2 separate regions of the Neogale vison genome follow, and region 1 is linked to region 2. A link is a contact called in public Hi-C data. All regions are on one chromosome and are shown on one strand. Each heading gives the region's core, a stretch centred on a gene start, on an enhancer-like site or on the middle of the called end of the contact. The rest is flanking DNA. Distances are from core to core; before and after follow the strand shown.

What was found. Hi-C and Micro-C count contacts between places; a contact is called where the count stands out from the background.
Region 1: a Hi-C map of muscle shows a contact between it and region 2, with 5 times the contacts expected there. The contact joins the promoter of KLF4 here to the enhancer-like site in region 2. A contact is called at or near these places in 2 of 3 Hi-C or Micro-C datasets (fibroblasts and muscle).

Annotation. Positions count from the first base shown.
Region 1 is chr9:24,830,505-24,835,720 of ASM_NN_V1, reverse strand. It overlaps KLF4 (Krueppel-like factor 4), which reads right to left and starts at 3,097. Exons shown (of 4, transcript XM_044265192.1): 1 at 2,663-3,097; 2 at 2,430-2,550; 3 at 514-1,771. The coding sequence starts at 2,667.
Region 2 is chr9:24,284,558-24,289,835 of ASM_NN_V1, reverse strand. No RefSeq gene overlaps it. Among named protein-coding and RNA genes, the nearest start is that of KLF4, 550 kb to the left of the region's middle. Within about 2 kb of position 2,990, the one cell type or tissue checked has open chromatin away from gene starts, as enhancers often do. A contact at or near this core is called in fibroblasts, where this site is marked.

The DNA of each region.
Region 1 (5,216 bases), core at 1,848-4,347, 550 kb before region 2:
CCAAAAATAAAAAGCATTATGAAATTTGGGAACAACCAGTGAAAACTGCCTAAAAATTAAAAACTAGTAACAAGACCTAATTTACTTTTGCACTGCAAAGCGTAATTTCTGTAAGATTTTATTTTTAAGTATCTCTACACCCAACCTGGGGTAGGAACCCACAACCTCGAGATCAAGATTTGCGCCAGCCAGGCGTCCCCGAACTGTAATAATTTCTTGATTACAAGGCCAATGCTTTGCTCAAACAAGGAGAGGCCCACAAACAGCCTGGAATCTCCCTGCCTTTCAAAAACCTAACAGAACTGCATATTCAAGCACTGATACCATCCATCAAGCAAAAGGCTCTTGGGCAAAAAAGGAGGCGCCGGTTTGGTTTGCTGTTCTCGCCTGGGATCCAAGAGATGGAGGAGATAGACTGCCCCACATCTCCAAGGGAGGCCCTGAGAAATGTCCACGGTTAACCAATGGGGCTGCAGGACCAACCCCTCCCCCCGCAGTTTCTGTTCTCCTTACCTGTGTGGGTTCGCAGGTGTGCCTTGAGATGAGAACTCTTCGTGTAGGTTTTACCGCAGCCTGCGTAATCACATGTGTGAGTGGCGGTCCTTTTCCGGGGCCACGATCTTCTCCCCCTCTTTGGTTTTGGCTCCTCCGGCATGCAGGAACCAGGAGGCATGAGCTCTAGGGGTGAAGAAGGTGGGGTCAGCATCATCCCCTGCTCCCCGGAGGGCTGGCACAGGCAGGCGTCCCCAGCCCGAGCTATGAATCCCCAGGACTGACCTTGATAATGGAGCGGTGGGACCTGTGGCTGCATCTGGTCTGGCAAAAAGGGTGGGTAGTTGGGTCCCGGGTGGGGATGAAACCCCGGGGGGAGCGATAGGGCAGGATGACAGTCCCTGCTGCTCAGCAGTTCCTCGGCACCCAGAGTGGGGGTAGTCCTGTTGGGGAGTTGCCGCCCCAAGGGGAAGTCGTGTCCTGGTGGTCGGTGGCCATTACTGAGAGGGGGTCCACTGCCCAAGTGGGCCTCTAAGGGCCGACCGACCGTGCACGACGAGACTGCCTCCTGCTTTATTTTGGGGCACATGCGCGGAGGCCCGCCGCTGTAGGGCGCCACCACGACCGGGTGGCTGCCATCCGGGCTGCCTTTGCTAACACTGATGACCGACGGGCTGCCGTAATCGCTGCCAGGGGCACTCAGCGACGCCTTCAACACAAACTTGCCCATCAGCCCGCCACCTGGCGGCTGCGGCTGCTGCGGCGGGATGTACACTGGGTCCAATTCTGGCCGAAGGAGCTCAGCTACGAAGCCGCCCGAGGGGCTCACGTCGTTGATGTCCGCCAGGTTGAAGGGAGCTGTGGGAGGCGGCACAGACTCCCGGCCATAGAGGAGACCGCCGCCGCCAGTGCTGCCCGGCGCCACGCCCGGGTCCCCTCCGGGCCGGATCGGATAACTGAAGCTGCAGGTGGAGGGCGCGCTGGCAGGACCGCTGCTCGATGGGGAGGACGATGACGACGCTGACGCCGACGAGGACACGGTGGCGGCCACCGACTCCGGATGGGACAGCGAATTGGAGAGGATAAAGTCCAGGTCCAAGAGATCGTTGAACTCCTCCGTCTCCCTCCGAGGTAGGAGAGCAGGATTGGTGCCGCCACACGCCGCGCCGACTCCGCCGCTTTCCAGGTCGGTGGCCACGGTCGCCGCCGCCAGGTCGTAGGGGCGGCCGGGAAGCACCGGGGGAAGTCGCTTCATGTGGGAGAGCTCCTCCCGCCAGCGCTGCGGGTATAGGACGGGGGAGAGAAACCGTCGGTACTGCTCTCCTGCTGCCATACCACGTACCGGCGACCCTGCCCGCGCCTATACCGCCCAGGCACCGGGACCAGAAAGACACCAAGCGCCGGCAGGCTCCAGGTGCCAGAGCTGCGATCTCCGCCCATCCCCGGGCCGGAGAGAGGCGGTGCGTCGGTTTGGAGAATACGGTGTCTGCCCGATTGCGTGAGAGCAGGCGCCGCGGCTCGGCAGCTCCGGTGCTTCCCCAGCCATATCCCAGGGACGCTCCAGCCACCCCCTGGAATTGGGACACCGAAGAGCTCCCTATGCGCCCTCGCCACGGATACGCCTACGCGCAAAGCTCACTCGAGCCCAGCCAGTGTCCAGGGACCCAACCACCTCCCGCCCGGTGGCCCCCGCGCCAGCCTTGCAGCCTGCGAGTTACAAGACGTGTGCGGACCGGGTGTGCGCCCCCGGCGGCTCCCCAGCGTCCGGACCACACGCATGTACAACCGAGCCAAAGACACGGAAACCATCGTAAGACGACTGCGGGGCCACTCCTTCCCTCCGCCGGATGGATCTCGAAGACCCCTGGGCTCCGCCCGTCCCTACCCCACCCACATAAGGCCACTGGACGCTGCCGACCTCTCCGGACAGTACTCACGTTATTCGGGGCACCTGCTGGACGCAGTGTCTTCTCCCTTCCCGCGGGGCCGGACGCGAACGTGGAGAAGGACGGGAGCAGTGCGTCGCTGACAGCCATGTCAGACTCGCCAGGTGGCTGCCTGCGGGCCGGGCGGGGCAGAGGCAGGAGTCAGGGGGCCACTCTCGACCGCCGCTCGGACGCGTCCCACCGGACTTCACCACTCCCAACTCCGCGCCCCACGCTGCACCTACCTCATTAATGTGGGGGCCCAGAAGGTCCTCGGGAGTTCAAAGCAGTGGGGGTACCCAAACCCCAAAATTAGGAGGAAAAAAAAAAAACTTAGAAACCAAGCCAAAACCAAAAGCCCAAAATTGCCCGAAATCCTTCTTTGGATTAAATATAAACGGGAGATGCCTTTTTAAGAAAAGTTCCTTTGTACACGAGAGTTCTTAAAAGTTGTAAACTCGTAAAAACAGACGATGAGCAAAGCGCAAAGCGGTAAATAGGTCCGGTGGCCGAACTGCGCTCTCTTCAACTCAGCAGCGTCCTCCACCACTGTCGCGGTCGCCGCGGCTGTCGCCGTGGGCGCTGGGGCTGTGGCCGGGTTGGCGGGCGGGCGGCGCCGCCAGGTGAGACTGGCCGCAGCGGCGCGGATCTGCGGACTGGGCGGCGGCGCGGGGTGCGAAGTCCGGGGGGCTGCGCTGGGCGCGCGCGGCCATGGGCGCTGGCCGCGGGCGGGTGGGTGGGTGGGGGGCCGGAGGGGCGGGGAGGGGCACTTGGCGGCTCCCGGTGCCGCCGCCGCCCGCCACCGCCTCTGCTCCCCGCGCGCCCGCAGCCGCGCTCGCTGTCTCGGGCCGGGGAACTGCCGGCGGCCGCCGCGCGCTCCTTACTTAACTTCTCGGCTCCCGCCCTACCCCGCCTCCTACCCGCTGTACGCTGCGGCCCGCCGCCAGGCCCCGCCCCCTCCCTTTCTTCTCCCCTCCCTCCTACGGCCCCCCCGCGCGTTGCCATGGCAGCTAAATAAACAAACTCGGCGCACGTGGGGGCGGGGGGGAGGGAGGGGCGCGGGCGGGGCCCGGCCGAGCCGTGACGCCAGCCCGGCAGCTGGCGAGCAGGAGCCGCGCTGACGCCGGCGGTGGCGGCCCCGGCGGCGGCGGCTGTCCCGGTGCGGGGCGGTGCGTACTGGGCGCACGTCCGGTTGCTCTGCGACCTGGGCAGTCTGCGTCGCGGTGGTCCGCTCCGGGGGTTTGAAGCCCGTGGCGGAGGAGTCTGGTAGGGGTTGAGGGGTCGGTTCCGCTCCCCCACCCCCGCTCGGGTCCGTGCTTGCGGCGCACTCTGCGCGCGAGAGAAAAGCGCGATTATCCGCGTGACTCACTCAGCTTTCCGTCCCTCCCCTGCGCACGCAGCAGCCCGGCGCTGGTCTCGGATTGCCAGTGCGGGCTCTTGGCTTGGCTTCGCGGGTTTTTCGTAGGTTCTCCGGCCGGGTGGGATGGGGGTGGGAGGCAAGGAAAGGTGGGTGCCCAGCACTGTGACGGAACTGGGAGTCAGAAAAGGCCTGAAAGGGTGGAAAGAGGTTGGAGCGGGAAGCGGAGTTATTGCTTTGATATTTCGGGCAGCCAGAAAGGGAGTGAAAGGGCTTAACACTGATTGTGGGGTGGAGAAGGCATAGGGGCCGTGAGGCGCAGACACCTTTCAGCCCGAGGATCTCAAGGGCGCAAGCCCGCACCCTCCGTTCCACTTTATGGATGGGCAAACTGAGTCATAAAGAGGTGAAACGGCGAGGTAAAGGTCGGACGGGGAGTTCTCTCCCTTGGCTCAGGTTCCGAGCGGTCAAGCCCACCGAGAGGCACTTAGCTGGAAAGTGGCCACGTGCCAAGAAGTGGAGCGGTGCGGGGGGACCCCGGTTCCCGAAAAGGGCACAACGAGCTCGCGGCAGCCGTTCCTGCCCACCGGGAAGAGAAGAGGAAACGGCGATCGTTATTTCAGCCTTATAACTTTGCCTCCCCACCCCCACAGTCCCCTTAGTTTGTGATCAGTAATTTTCCAGCCGGGAAATGTTTTCGCCCTCATCTCTGCAAACTGACCCCCCCCCCCCCGAACGTGAGTGTGGTGTTCGGTATCGCCTGTTAAACGTAGGCTTGGGAAGTGTTTGGTTTGGATTGAGGCGCGCAGAGCCGGGCTCCACCCGCCCTCTCCACGGAGCCGCCTCACCAGTAAACGCTGTCGATCCCAGGAAAGACAAGGGGAGGAGGAAAAGGGTCGAAGCCCCAGCACGGGGCGGAGTGTTCTCTTACTCTCACAGAGCTCTCTAGTTGTTGCGTCGTACTTTAAGTCGTTGTCACCTGTTATTTGAGTTCTGTGATTCTGGTACCTATTAGGTTTCCTCAGAGTATTTGTTATCCCCTAGTTTCCCACTTCTTGCCGACCACAGCAGCATTCTTGGAATGCATCTCATCCCGAGTGAATCCACTGTGCCCCCTCTGCCAACGACAGGAATCCCTCTAGGTCCAGAGAGTTGGACGCCTTTGAATATGACTTCCATCCTTTGGCCAGGGCCTGCGGGGAGGGGGGTGTGTGCGCTGCTTTAGCAGGGAAAACCCGACCCTCCCTCGGGCTGGCGGGTTCGGCCTCACTCCATAGGAGCAGCCCAGTAAAACTCGGAAAACATTGCCCTTTTCAAACGGAGAAGGCAAGAAAGGAAAACACCTGCTACCCCTCCCCCCACTCCTTTCATTGTGATGGCAGAAATTTCTTGGGATGCTAGAACTTGAGGATTGCATGAAAACGTTATACACTTTTACATCA
Region 2 (5,278 bases), core at 1,741-4,240:
TTCTGGTCTAGTCTGGGTACCTGAGAGGGTTTCCTAGTAAAGGATGTTATTAAAGTAGATATTCTAGTACTGTTCTGGCCTCAGTAGAGTACTTTAAAAAGGGTCATGCATAGTGAAATAAGTCGATCAGAGAAAGACAACTATCATATGATCGCCCTGATATGAGGAAGTGGAGATGCAACATGGGGGGTTAAGGGGGTAGGAGAAGAATAAATGAAACAAGATGGGATTGGGAGGGAGACAAACCATAAGTTACTCTTAATCTCACAAAACAAACTGAGGGTTGCTGGGGGGAAAGGGGGTTGGGAAAAAGGAGGTGGGGTTATAGACATTGGGGAGGGTATGTGCTATGGTAAGTGCTGTGAAGTGTGTAAACCTGGTGATTCACAGACCTGTACCCCTGGGGATAAAAATATATTATACGTTTATAAAAAATAAATAATGAAAAAAAAAAGGATTATTTACTATGAGGAAGGACTAATATCCAAACCCCTTTATCCTTTCAGAATATTTTTCGGGAGATCTGTGATTGAAATATGCAAGTTCTAGGAGCAGGAGAGCAGAAGCAAGAGAGGCACAAGTCTGTTACCTCCTTGGATGTGTTGCCCGTCACTCATCATTCCTCTTCCTGGCACACTCATTCCACACTCTGCCTATCTGGTAAATTCCTCCGGGATTAAACTCCACATTGCATCAGAAGGAAAGGAGATGTTTCTTCTTACTTCTCTCAGGCTGTGTTTGATATTCTTTCCTCTCCCCACCCTCCCTGTTTGACCCTTAGTAACCTTTCACTGAAGAATACTGAGTATTCTGCGCAAAGAGCATGTTCAGGTTCACGTAGCAAAACGATCATTCAGGAGGCAGTACTGAGTAGTACGTGAATAGCAACTGCCTGCCCGGTATTTCACGAAGCATTCGGGGAGACATGATGACGACCCAAAGTTCCTGCTCTCTGGAAGCCCATGGTCTCTTGGGAGAACAGGCATCTTCTGAGAATGTGAGAGAAGGCATAGAAGATGAGGAAATTTCTGGAAATCGTCATGTACTCCCTGTCTTCAGCAGTGAAACTCATTTTCTAAGAAATTTCTTCCTATATAGTTTATAATATACATATGCATATTATGTATATATACATATATTTGTAAGTATGTTTATGCAACCTATTATGTACATATAGTACATATAGTACATAATATATGGACTATATATGTGTATATATAGTACTACTATATATGTGTGTGTATAATATATACATAGTATGTTGCAGCAGTTAACAAAGTCTTCAGCCTGGAACCTCTTTCTCAGCTGAAAGGTTAGGTGGAAACAATAATAGGATAAGGAGGCAGAAGTCTCTCTTTCCATGTTCCAGTCCTAATCCGTGACTGGCTGGGCTGATCCTGGCTCCTGACGGTCAGCTGTGGCTGTGTTGAGTAAAACCGTGTTGAGTTCAGTGACAGACTATCACAAGCCACATGCTTTGACAAGACTTGACACTGTCCACTCTTCCTACAACAGCCTACGGACCCAAGGGCAAGTCGGTCTGGTCACCTTTCAAAGGGTCCCTCTCTCTAAGTTTCGGGAACATTCTATGCTGTCTTCCATACACTGATGTCACCCCTTGGATAAATGCTCCCTTCTCCTTGAGGAACTTTTGTTACTTCATAAACTGGGGTTAGTATCATACCCGGCTGTTTGCCTTACTTCCCGAACCTTCCACCCACTACCATAAAAACCTGCGCATTTTGTCATTCAATTTTTTTTTCAATCCTTGAGCTGTCTCAAGGGATTGGGCTATGTCTTGAACGTGTATTTCTTTATTCCTAGCACCTGGTTGATTGCCTAAAATATTAAAGTCACTAAGATGTTTTGGATTTTTTTTTTATTGTTAAATGCAGACTGAAGGAATGATGAGTACATGAAGAGTATTTAGCTGTCATCCAGACTGCTTTAAAGTTTCCAGACGAGGTTTGAAATTTGGAAGAAAGAAGCTGAACACCCTGCGTGTTCTCAGCGATTCTCTGCCACACTTTTGGGGATGAGTCGTTCCAGTGCCATTTTGCAGGTGTCAGGATCGAGCTGTGAGGCAGCGGGAGGGCGGACACTCCCACCTGCCTCTCTAGGGCCTGAGCCTTTGTTCTTTCCACTCCTAACATCACACAGCCTCCCTCCTGGTGCATGAAGCCTCCCTCCCGGTGAGGGAGGCAGCAACGATGCCCCATCCACTCCGGCTCTCAGGGAGTTCTCCAGAGTGGCCGGGCATTTCCATTACAAGAAGCTCCTTTGGGCCAGCATGGCAGCAGTCCCTTGGGAGACCCACTGAGCCCTCTGCTCTGCGACAGAGCCAGCGGCAGAAGGCACAGCCAACCCCTTCCAATCAAAGGAAATCCTGAAAAAACATCTTTGGGGATCTACTGTGCATTCTCCCCGTCATGGTCCTTGGCAATACATAATTCACGAAAAGACATCAGCTCATGCCAAGGTGGACTTCAAAGAGCGTGGGGGAACAATGCCAGAACCCTCCATTTGGCGGCTGTGTCATCTGGCCATTCCAGAAGTGAATTCGCGGAGAGGGGGATGAAGGGAATGCCTGCCTCCCCTCCCTCTGATTCGTGGGAACTCTGCGTCTGCACGAACAGGAGGGACGAGCAGCTCACTAGTCTTTCAAGAACATTTTTCCCAGCTCCAAGCCTTAGCGCGCGCCCTTGAACTGCTGCTGTGACATGTGTTCTGAACGAGTCCCAAACAAGTGCAAACACAACAGCCTCTCCTGATCAATGCGGCACGGCTAAAAGGATGGAATCCAAACCATGAGCCCAGAGAACAGAAAGTCCCGGCGCTTCGGTCTGTGCAAGTTGCCGTGAGCTCCAGCCATGCATCCCGCGGCCAAGGATGGGTGGCCCCCGAGCAGGAAACTCTTTGGCAGCCTCTGCTGCGTGCTTTGCCTGCTGAGAAGAGCACACCCTGGCCTCGGTTACTGCCCTTATAAAACAGCTCAGGGAGGACTTGAGCCAAATGTTTTAAATGTGCCTGGAAGAAAAATGTTAACTATGAATCCGAGCGGTAGAACAGTACAGTGCAACTACGACAACACGCTGTGCAGCTCCCTGGGGTGGGCGGGGTGGGAGGGGGTGTTGAGCAGGCAAGTGCAGCTGCTGGCCGAGTCTCCCTCTGGGGCCATCCTCCTGGGGCCAGGGTTGCCTGGACGACCCCTCTGCAACAGAATCTGAGAAATGGGGGCTCGTGCAGCTGTGGCGAGTCTTTGAATTTCCAGAATGCTCCCAATTAGGAGAGGCTGTACTAACCCTTTAGTCTGCATATCAACAGAGGAAGAAACTGAAGGCCATAAAGGTGAAGCACAAGGTCTAGCATTTTTTTTAAAATTAAAATTCATTCCGCATGTTTTTCAATCCACACGTTGCAGAAGGAAACTAGAAGGGATTGCATGTCTTTCACGACCAGTGTCTACGATCTACCAGGCACTGTCCTAGGTATTTTTCCCATGCCTGATTGAATTTGTAATACAGTCTTACAAAGGAGTATCAGTGCCTGTACTTTAGAGAGAAGGACATGAAAACTTCAGGTGTTTATGCAAATTGTTTACCCAGTAAGGGCTGAAACAAGGATTCAAACATGAGTGTCCCTGACTCCAAAGTATGTGTTCTCTTCATTGTACTAAAATGCCATTCAACTGGCATCAGAGGTGCCTGTTGTGTTTCTGAGTTATGGGCACACATTTTCCCCTAATAATTCTAATGAAGATATTCAGAGGAGGTAATTAGAGCCATCTCTGAGTACATCCATGAGGAGAAAACCTACTTTGCCCTACTTTTTGGTGAAATACTGGAAGCATTACAATCAATATAAAGAAAAAGATCCTGGAAGCCACTGGTGACATTAATACTTATCTTTCTGGGCATCTTACCAATACAACAAAGCAAGAATCAGAAAAATGAAGCAAAAATCCCAGTGAAAGGATGTAAGACTGTTAATTTTTTAGAACTGATTATATAATGTAAAACTAAAGGGGAAAAAAAGCTGAAAAGACTATCAGCGCTATAATAGAGCCCAGTAACTTAGCCATATAAGATCAAGAATAAAATCAGTAACTTTTTCTTATAGCAGCAACATCCATTTAAAAAACACAATGGAAAAAAAGATTGATTATACTTACATTAAAATATACTCCTGGAGAGTTTTACTAAAATTGTGCACTCTGTGGAAATGAAACCTCAAAATTTCATAGGGACTCAAAAGAAATTTTACAAAATCAAGAGAGATTTCAAGTCCCCAGATGAGAGAAATGAATGAAGATGCCAGATGTTTCAAAACTAATAAGCAAGCTAATCATGACAATAGTGGGGTTCTTACATTAAGAAAATGGTTGCAGAGTTATGCAAAAAAGGATGAAGAGATGAGTGAAATTGCTAAGACCAAGCTTGAAACAAGAGAAATGAGAGGAAGTTTGCCTACTAAAACATTATAAATATGACTGTCATTAAAACAGAATCTTGTTGTCCAAAGACTAGACAGCTGTATCGGTAGAATATGACAGAAAGTTCTAGAACAGTTTTGTTTTTCTTTTTAGATTTTATTTATTTATCTGACAGAAAGAGACAGCACAAGCACAGGGAAGAGCAGGAAGGAAGGGAGAAGCAGACTCTCTGCTGAGCAGGGAGCCAGATGTGGGTCTTGATCCCAGGACCCTGGGATTGTGGCGTGAGTTGAAGGCATACCCCTAACCCATCGAGCCACCCAGGCACCCCTAGAGCAATTTTAATATACTATGTGATAAGTTAATATATGATAACAATGGAAGCAGCAAAATTCAAAGAAGGGAAAGTACAAAATTCACCAAATGATACTGGGAAGTGTGGCTAAAATATGGGGGGAAATAAACTTTTAACTAATCCTCACCTCAGAGATCCAACAATTCAAATTCCATTTGTTTAATAGATCTACGTGAAAACAAGGAAAGTCGTTGTTAAAAAATGAAAATTACAGTAAATATTTAAATTATCTTGAAAAATGGGTCATAACTTCTAAATATAAAATAAATGAAAGAAATCACAAATGATAACATATTGATCACAAGATATTAGACATCTTTACACATTTCAAATACAAAAGTAGATGAGAAAATAAAAATTGGAAAAGCAATTTCAACAATTATGAGCAATAAGGGTTTTATCTCTTTTACGCTTTTTATAAAAGATGGAAGTATAGTTGACACACAGTGTTACATTAGTTTTAGGCTTACAATGTAGTGATTCGACAAGTC